Regions from separate parts of the Mus musculus genome. Here all the other regions are linked to region 3. The links are chromatin contacts, called in public HiChIP or PLAC-seq and promoter capture Hi-C maps. All regions are on one chromosome and are shown on one strand. Each heading gives the region's core, a stretch centred on a gene start, on an enhancer-like site or on the middle of the called end of the contact. The rest is flanking DNA. Distances are from core to core; before and after follow the strand shown. Region 1 overlaps Parg (poly (ADP-ribose) glycohydrolase). Region 2 overlaps Parg (poly (ADP-ribose) glycohydrolase). Region 3 holds the start of Chat (choline acetyltransferase).

What was found. Promoter capture Hi-C pulls out the DNA fragments that hold promoters and counts their contacts. HiChIP or PLAC-seq counts read pairs in DNA pulled down with a chosen protein or histone mark.
Region 1: a contact with region 3 is called in a promoter capture Hi-C map of epiblast stem cells, with 10 times the contacts expected there. The contact joins the enhancer-like site here to the promoter of Chat in region 3. A contact is called at or near these places in 28 of 39 promoter capture datasets (the 3T3-L1 cell line, the C10 cell line, the HPC-7 cell line and 15 more), 5 of 15 datasets of contacts at CTCF or cohesin (embryonic stem cells, large pre-B cells, pro-B cells and 1 more), 161 of 484 Hi-C or Micro-C datasets (the 3T3-L1 cell line, 3T3-L1-derived adipocytes, the 63-12 cell line and 88 more), 22 of 115 datasets of contacts at active chromatin or transcription factors (VIP interneurons, astrocytes, a beta-TC-6 cell line and 15 more) and 4 of 9 other capture datasets (adipose tissue, embryonic stem cells, liver and 1 more).
Region 2: an H3K4me3 HiChIP or PLAC-seq map of embryonic stem cells shows a contact between it and region 3, with 57 read pairs. The contact joins the enhancer-like site here to the promoter of Chat in region 3. A contact is called at or near these places in 23 of 39 promoter capture datasets (the 3T3-L1 cell line, 3T3-L1-derived adipocytes, the C10 cell line and 15 more), 3 of 15 datasets of contacts at CTCF or cohesin (large pre-B cells, pro-B cells and stem cell-derived epiblast-like cells), 9 of 484 Hi-C or Micro-C datasets (the N1E-115 cell line, bone marrow-derived dendritic cells, bone marrow-derived macrophages and 5 more), 19 of 115 datasets of contacts at active chromatin or transcription factors (T-cell acute lymphoblastic leukemia, astrocytes, a beta-TC-6 cell line and 10 more) and 5 of 9 other capture datasets (adipose tissue, embryonic stem cells, liver and 2 more).

The regions. Positions count from the first base shown.
Region 1 is chr14:32,232,519-32,235,218 of GRCm38.p6, forward strand. The region is part of intron 7 of Parg (poly (ADP-ribose) glycohydrolase); the gene reads left to right. Among named protein-coding and RNA genes, the nearest start is that of Parg, 32 kb to the left of the region's middle. Within about 2 kb of position 1,428, at least 6 of the 459 cell types and tissues checked have an H3K27ac peak or open chromatin away from gene starts, as enhancers often do. A contact at or near this core is called in epiblast stem cells, where this site is marked.
Region 2 is chr14:32,267,752-32,270,494 of GRCm38.p6, forward strand. The region is part of intron 13 of Parg (poly (ADP-ribose) glycohydrolase); the gene reads left to right. It also overlaps the pseudogene Gm7707. Among named protein-coding and RNA genes, the nearest start is that of Ogdhl, 53 kb to the right of the region's middle. Within about 2 kb of position 1,375, at least 6 of the 459 cell types and tissues checked have an H3K27ac peak or open chromatin away from gene starts, as enhancers often do. A contact at or near this core is called in embryonic stem cells and neurons, where this site is marked.
Region 3 is chr14:32,464,552-32,467,251 of GRCm38.p6, forward strand. Chat (choline acetyltransferase) reads right to left here and starts at 1,358. Exons shown (of 16, transcript NM_009891.2): 1 at 1,256-1,358. Slc18a3 (solute carrier family 18 (vesicular monoamine), member 3) reads right to left here and starts at 299. Exons shown (of 1, transcript NM_021712.3): 1 at 1-299.

The DNA.
Region 1 (2,700 bases), core at 178-2,677, 230 kb before region 3:
ATCAATATTTCCCAAGCTTGAGTCATGGTACTGGGAAACCATGTACAGCTCATTAACCAACGAAAAGGGGGAAGCACAGAGCTGGGGTGGCTCTGTAGACACCTGTGCTTTGTCTCAGTCATATTCAGAGCTACAGATTAGTTAGCTGCTAATTTGTGAAGCTTACCTTCTTAAATATGACAATAATAGACTGGATATTTCCTGAAAACCAGTGTACTGTATTAAAATGTAGAGAACGTTGTTATTGAAGCCATAATTGTGATGGGTGATACACATGAGAGATCACCCTGTGCCTGGCTGTCAGGCTTTGATGAGCCTTCAGAGATTAAGGAGGATGAGTAAGTTTGTTTTCTTGTAAGCTGTCACATTCCTCTCTTCCAACTGTCATCCTGAGCTGTACACAGATAAGTGGTAGAGACATTCACCTGCTCTAGCTGATTTTTTACTCTTACAAAATTTAGTGATAGAATTTTCCTTTTTCTTCTAATGTTTAATTTTTCTGTGCTCTGAAACATGTCTAAAGAATAAGTTAACATTGAACATCTTAGTAATTTTGACTTACTTTTAATTTTTGAAATAGCAACTTGTCTCCTGAAGAGACTTGTAAAATGCTAGTGAAATTTCCAGTAGGCTTAAGATAAATTATAGAAGACTGAGCCCCTAAACAGTTCAGCCACCTTCTAAGAGCCTGCTGTAGTAATTGGCCTAAGCTGTAGAAACTCTGGACAGCAGTAGAAAGGAGGGCGAGCTTTGTAAAATAGGCTGAGTGAGATAGATGGCTGTTAAAGTATTTTTATTAACACTGTTGCACATGAACATCACTGTTCTAGACATGGGGAACCAGCCATTAATCTTGTCTTAAAGGAACTTCCAGTAAGCGTTAGAAAGCGTGTCCATAAATAACAGCACACAGCAGAAAAATTTAAGGCTATTTTAAAAAGAAAACATACACAGAAAAATTGCAGGAGAGAACTGGAAAGGAAAAATAGATGGACTTTGAAACAATTATTTTTTGAACAAGATAGCAAGAAAATTGTTTAGGAACTAAAGAAAGACATTAGAGTCATGGAACTATAAGTTGGTGCCGGGAAGACTGAATAGTTGAGTTGCAGTATGTAAAATGCGCAGGAGGGTGGATATGTGTCTGTGTGGATATCAGCTTTTATGATACGCTAAATAAGACCAGGTAAGCATCAAGGTCAAGATAGACTAAATACTTTAATATTTAGGTAGATATCTAAAGCTGAATTATCTAATATTAATATATAATATTATATAGGTACATAAATATCTTAAACTATGGAGTTTCTACTGTATTGAAAAGGTGATGCAAACCATTGAAAGCTTTCAAGCAGAGCAGGGACACATCAGGATGTGCTTGGGCAGAAACCGAAGGGATTGAGCAGCAGGACACAGTTACATCATGTAGCTAGCATTCCTGTGAAGAGTGGAGAGGGGCTGAGTCAGAGTAGCTTAGTGCTTAAGCGGGAGTGTGGACACAGGTGGTCCTGCTGGCTCAGTCAGTAGGACTCAGATGTTTACTGATGTGGGGGTGTTGTTTTGGTTTTTAAGAGAAAGAGGTTTCAAAATAGTTGTGCATTACTGGCTCATTACCTAATATACTTTAAATTTATGCATGGAGCTATAGTATCCCTCAAACACTATTCTATTAGAACCTTCATAACTGGGAATTAAGCAGAGCCATAGGACCGTTTCCATAAGGAAAGGAAGAGTTTAGGGGTCTCCTGTATTAGAGAATATATGTACATCTGGCTCTATAGCTAGTTTTTGAGTTTCTAAGTTAGCACTTCATTCTCTAAACTACTCTTCATTGTGATCTGGGAGAAAACCCTTGACATTCAATCTTAATGTCTGCCACTCAGTTGTTTAGTATAAAACGACTCATTTACCTTTGGCCTTTACTTCCTCTTGAATGTTCTTGTATTTTTCTGTTTTGCAGGGCTCTTTTGGGGCAAATTATGCTTTCATGACCACCAACTGTATGTGGGCTTCTGTTTGGTTGGGGGTCTGTGTGTGTGTACACCTGTATGTGCATGTGTATACATGGGGCCAAAGGTCACATTCAGGTGCCATTCCTCAGGAGCAATCCACCTTAGCTGTTAGGCTTTGTTGTTTGGTTCTGTTGTGTTGGGACAGGATTTCTCACAGGGGCCTGGGACTTGCTATCTAGTTTTCTCTAGCTGGCTAGCAAGCTCCAGGGCTCTGTCACTTCACCTGTTTTTCTGCCTCTTCTGCACTGCTTTTGATGCCCTTTGTTTTTTAAATATGTTTTCTGGGTGTCCACCTCAGGGCCTCATGAGTATGGGTGTACTTTACTCACTGGGTTCTACTAACTCCCAAGCTCCACTAACTTGTTTTACTGTGTATACTGGTGCTGGGGAACACATCTGTGGCCTTGTACATGCTAAGCAAGGACTCAATCAGTTAGCTGCATCCCTAGCTTTTCCATTGTCTGTCAACTCTTCCTCAGCCAATGATGAATATTATATACTGTGCTTGGTACGGAGGGTTTGAGATGCTTACAGCACAGTCCTTATATGGTCAGTGTTTGTACATTTGAGGCAAGGGGGGAAAATAATAAAATTACTATAAACTGTAGTAACTGCTCTTATAGGTGTGTGTGTTCAGCTACAGAATCATGGAAGAAAGGCCCATTAAACAAGTGGGAGGAAACATCAC
Region 2 (2,743 bases), core at 125-2,624, 200 kb before region 3:
TGCGGCGGGGAGAGAGCTGCCATGAACTCTTGACGGGATTTTTCCTTAAGTGAAGGATATTTGGCCTAATAGTCTGTTTCATTTTAGGTGGAAACTTAACAATTGTTATTTTATAGTTTTCAGCTATTTTGCTTTTAAAAGACAAAACATATGTTTGCATAATTGCAAGGTTATAGTAGGCAGCCTTTTGCTGTTATGAACAGGAAAGGGGAGACTTGTCTACTTCTAGACAGAAAGCATCATCAGGGGCATTCCTGTAGACGATTTGTTTGCTCTACTGCTTTGCAAAGTTAAGGTCATTGACATGGTTTGGAAGGAGTTTTCATTTGTCTTACTTAGTTTTCTAAGTGATTCATGGGATTAAAAAAAAAGTGAGCACTATTAATAACCCTGAGTTTCAGATGATGGTTAGCCAGGGTCACATGACCAGTAAGGATTCACCTGTGGGTCCCATGTTTCCTAATGTCAGTTGGTGCTTTTTACCACACTGTGCTATCTGTGAAGATGTGGCTTTCTTTTCTGAGACATTGTCTTATGTGTCATCAAGGCTGCTCGCAAACTCCCAGCAGTGTCTTTGCCTCTGCCTTCAGAGCCGCTGCCTGGCTGTGAGTGTGAGCGTCTAAAGAGTCCATTGTGTGTCCCTGTAGAGTACTTCTGAACTTACTATTTTAACTTCAGTTAGTGTGGTGCTTTCTGTTTCATTTGCTTTGTGTGTGCTCTGTGCATGTGAACATACAAGAGCATCCAGCTATACTTACAGGTCTGAACAAGAAATGTCAAGGACATTAGACTTGTTTTCTTGGTTTGTAGCATAAAAAAATTCAAAGTAAATTTATGGGAACTAAGATATAAATTACTTTAAAATTATTTTGACAGGTGGTATGCTAAACAATACATTAGAAACTGCAGTACTTAACCTTTATTATGGGAAATTATAAATCATATACTAAAAATAGAGTAATTTTCATAATGTTACATTCATATGCCTTTTTGCATGCATATAATGTATTTTGAAGAAACTCCAAACTTACTGAGTTATCACAAGAAAAACATATTGAATTTTAGGGTCTTACTTTGTAACTCAGGCTGTCCTTGAATTCAGGATCCTTATGTTTCAACTTCCTGAGTTAGCATTGCAGGTGTGTGTCACCACACCCAGCTTCATATCTGTAAAAATTTACCAGCGTACCTCTTTTCCTCTCCATTTTCTTTTCCTCGATATTTAAGAGTATATTAAAGACATTAGTCCCCTTTACTCCTAAATATTTTATCATGTATTTCCTAAAGATCAGTGAGTCCACCTACTGAGGGTTTGGGGTGTGTAGCGGCTTTGTGCTTTGTGCTAACTAGGATCCACACCCCTCTGTGTGAGCTCCCTGGCTCTGGGCTTTATCCTGAGTAGCATCTGCTGCTCTGTGGAAGCCCCACTGGGTTTGTATTGTCCTGGTCATTTACTTTTGGACTGTTTACCTTCGAGTGTCTATTTGTTTTCAGAAAGAGTCTCACTGTGGGCTAAGTAGCCTCAAATTTGTGGTGATCCCCAGCTTCTTCATGAGACACTATGCCAGGCTTAATTTTAAGTTTATTATGGGCTTGTGTCAGCTCAGCCACAGCCTCTGTGTAATCAAACACTGAATTCATATGTTCCTATAAAGATAATTTGTAGATGTGATTAAAAGTCCACAGTAGTTTAGTTAAGACTTAAGAAGGGACGTTATTTGCCTCGTTCTGTGAGGGTCTAGTTCAGTCAGTTAAGAGAGAAGCTTCCCAGAAGAAATCCTCTTCTGGACAGTGGCACTGCCAGCTTGCTAAAGCTGTTTATTTAGCCCCAGAGTTGTGTGAGCCAAGTCCTTGCAGTGAATCTGATTGCTTCTGTTTCTTTGGTTTCCCTGTGACTGATGCGTAGCTCTTGTGAGTAAGCCTGCTATGAACATTCCTCTGAGCAATTCTTTACGTTATTTTTATTTCATGTGTTTGGGTACTTTGCCTACATCTATGCCTGTATGCCACTTGTATGCCTGAGCTTGCAGTGGCCAGGAGAGGGCATCGGATCCCCTAGAACTGGGGTTTTGAGGTGCTGTGTGAGGGTTAGGAATTGACTTTGAGTCCTCTGGAAAAACAGGCAATGCTCTTGATCACTGTTGCCCCTACTGTACAATTCTTATTGGTATACATCTTTGTTTTCTATCGGTAAAAACCTACATGTGACATTTCCAGCTCAAACTGTTCATGTTTAATTTATAAGAAATACCAGACTTTTCAAAATTATTGTGCCATGTGTTTCACCAGTAGTGCGAGATTTCTGCTTATCCTATTTCCTTATCAGCCCTTGGTGTAACCTTTTCATTGTTTGCTTGGTTGCTTGTGTTTGTTTGGGTTTTTGTTGTGGTTTGAGACAAGGTCTCATCTTGTAACTCTGGCTGGCCGGCAACTCACAAAAATTCACCTGCCTCTGCTTTCCAACAAGAATTAACACATGGCTTCTCTTGTGGCCATTTCTGTTTCAGCCATACATTGAGATTTATTATGGTATCTCACTCTGGTTTTAATGTGATTGCTAATGACTGATAATGTTAAGCATTATTTCATAAGATGTTTGCCAACTTCGTACTTTCCATATGAGGTATACATTCATGATTTCTGCCCATTTTTGTAAATTGAGTTGTGTTTTACTTATTTCGTGTTATTTTTCTTAGCTGGGGTCTAAACATGGGGCCTTATACATGCTGGAAAGGAGTCTATC
Region 3 (2,700 bases), core at 108-2,607:
GTGGCTGTGGGGTTCATATCCCCGAGCTCAGGAGAAAAAAAAAAAAAAATCAAGGATTGTCCCGCGCGGCGCCGCTGCTCTTAGATGCTCCAGGGACCAGTTGCCGCTGTTTCGGATGCAACCGCGGAGGCCGGCAAGCCGAGGGGCTGAGGCGGGAGACTGGACGCGCGGTGCCCAGAGAGAGCAGGAGCAGCCCCTGCCGCGCAGAGAGGCCGTGTGCACCCGCCCAGGGGCATGCTGCCGCCGCCCGCCGTCTCTCCAGCCCTCCCCGCGCGTCCGCTCTTGCCTCTTCCTCCACCGCCGCCTCTCTTTTTTTTTTTTTTTCTCCCTCCACTTGGGGCTATGACGCGGTGAGTCTCGGCCCCCGAGTGGTGCCCGGGCCACTGGCGTCGCTCATGCTAATAGGACGTCGTCGGGGCGGGGGCCGGGGGCCGGGGGCGGGGCGCGTCCGGGCAGGGGTCCGCTTCCGAGATGTTTCCAGGTTGGGAGCAAGGGGAAGGGGATCTTGGCGAGCTGTAGTCCTAGACAAGCCCCTGGGGATGGGTGAGCAGTGGAAGGAACCGGCCCTATGTTTCCCCCAGTTCTGGGACCTATAGGGGTGAGGTTCCCCCAATTGGGAGGAGGGGTGCGGCAGCCGGTTCCCCGCAGCCTGGTGGGAGACGGGAGAGCCGGGGGCTCTAGACCTCCTCCTCAGCCTGGACTTCGGCGCACAGCGGGCACGGAGCCCCCGAGGTGAGCCGCGCTGCCTCCATCTGTTCTCGCAGCTGGAACACGCAGCCGGGACCCAGAGGCACAGCGCAAGCAACCCCCTTCCTCAATCCCGCCCCCAGCCCGTCTCATCCCCTCCTCCGGGAAGGGAGGGGGAAGGTACAGAGCCTTCAGGGTCTGGTTCCGACCCACCTGCCCTTAGGCAGAAAGTCTTAGCAGCTAATTCCAGTCTTTAAGGGTTTGAGTATTGAGAGGAGGAGTCGTTCTTTGCACCCAGGGTCCTGGAAGTCAAAACTAACACTTTTTGACCTCCCCCTACCTGGCCTCTCCTTTTCGGCTTTCCGGGCGCGGGTCTCTCCCCCCCCCCCCCCCAGCTCCGCCTATTTTCCCTTCCTTTCTACTCTCCCACTCCTCTTTCTAACTCCTCCCTGGCCCTCTTCTCTCCAGACCTTACCCTCCCTCTGCTCTTGAGAGCCTCCGCCCACTTTTCTGCATTTCCTCACCCCACCCCCACCCCGGCCGCCTCCAAGTCTTGAGTGGGGCTCACAAGTGGCGTGGAAGCTTCTGGGTCTCACGCAGCAGGGCCTCTGCAGCTTTGCTGTCAGTAGAGGCTTAGGAAGGCTCACCTTCCTTCCGGGAGGGCTGCACACGCTGAGCGTCCTGATTTGCAGGCGACAGGCTGAACAGATCAGCCTATGCGTTGGGCCCAGTGTGTCCTCAGAAGAGTTTTGACCCTAGATGGCACGTGAGGCCCGAGTTCCAGTCCACAGACTGGAAGGAGAGAGGATGCCAGTCAGCTGAGATTGGAGGTGGTGGTGACGTTGAGATTGGACTTTCCCTGTCTTGCGGAATCACAGGAGCCTTCAGATCCCAAGCTAGCCTCGGATTTAGCTTCTTCCACTGGGCTTCCCACCCGGGAAGGAGACATCGTGATCTGGGCTCCAGAGGCAGACAAATAGGATGGCTTCCAGAGCTACCACTTACTAGATAACAGTGCCAAGGGAGACGTTGTTTCTCCTTCTGCCCCCACTGTCCCTTTATTTATCTGTAAAATGGAGTACCTACAGCTTAGGGTGTGGTACACGCATGATGAGAAGCATCAGTATTTGCCATTGTTGCTGTGACATGCTCTGCCCTGTGTTCATGTCACAGTGGAGGGTCTTGTGAAGAGCAGACAGACACCAGGGCCATCCTGACTCTCTGGCTTATCCCTCGAGTGGGAAGGCATTGTGAGCCTGGTCTCTGTCCGAGCTGGTAGAAGATACAGAAAGAGCTGGAAAGTTGGCTTCTCTTCTTATGCCAGCTGCAAGATGATGTGACAGAGACCAGAGTCAGGGAGAGAAGGCAGCACTCAAGTGGTCTAGCCCAACCTCTCAACCCCGTACACAGGTACTCCTGAAAGGAGGAGACTCACCTAAGTAGAGAGCTGCCCAGTCACATGCCCTGTGATGGCCCAGCTGCCCTTAAAATGAGGGAAGAAGCCTAAATATGAGGACAGCTGTGGCTCTGGATAATGTTGGGCAAGTCACAGTTGCCCTACCTCTGGCCCACTTGGCCTCTGTTCATCAAGAGGTTACCAAAATTCACACTGCTGAAAGTGCAGCAAAACGACTTTAAATATTATCCCACTGCCTTTGTTCATAGCACATACTCCAGAGACTCGCTTTCCCTCAGCTTGCTCCATGTACTCTGTCACCTGCTTGGCTCTCCAGACACTCTAGTTTAAGAATACTCTGGGTTCCTCTGACTTTTCTACAAAAGCTACACTGATGGTTTTTAAAGAGGTATTCCACACCCTACATGGTAACGATTATTTATTCATATATTGTCGCGCCGTCTGAGTAAAATCAGGAGGCAGGATGACACGGGAGGCAGCAGTTTTCTCTCTAGTGGTTAACAGACAGTAGAATCTTCCAAAAAATAAACTTCCCAGTCCTAGCAAGCTGCAGACCTCGTCTCTTGGCTCTCCAGCCCACATAATAATCCTTAGCT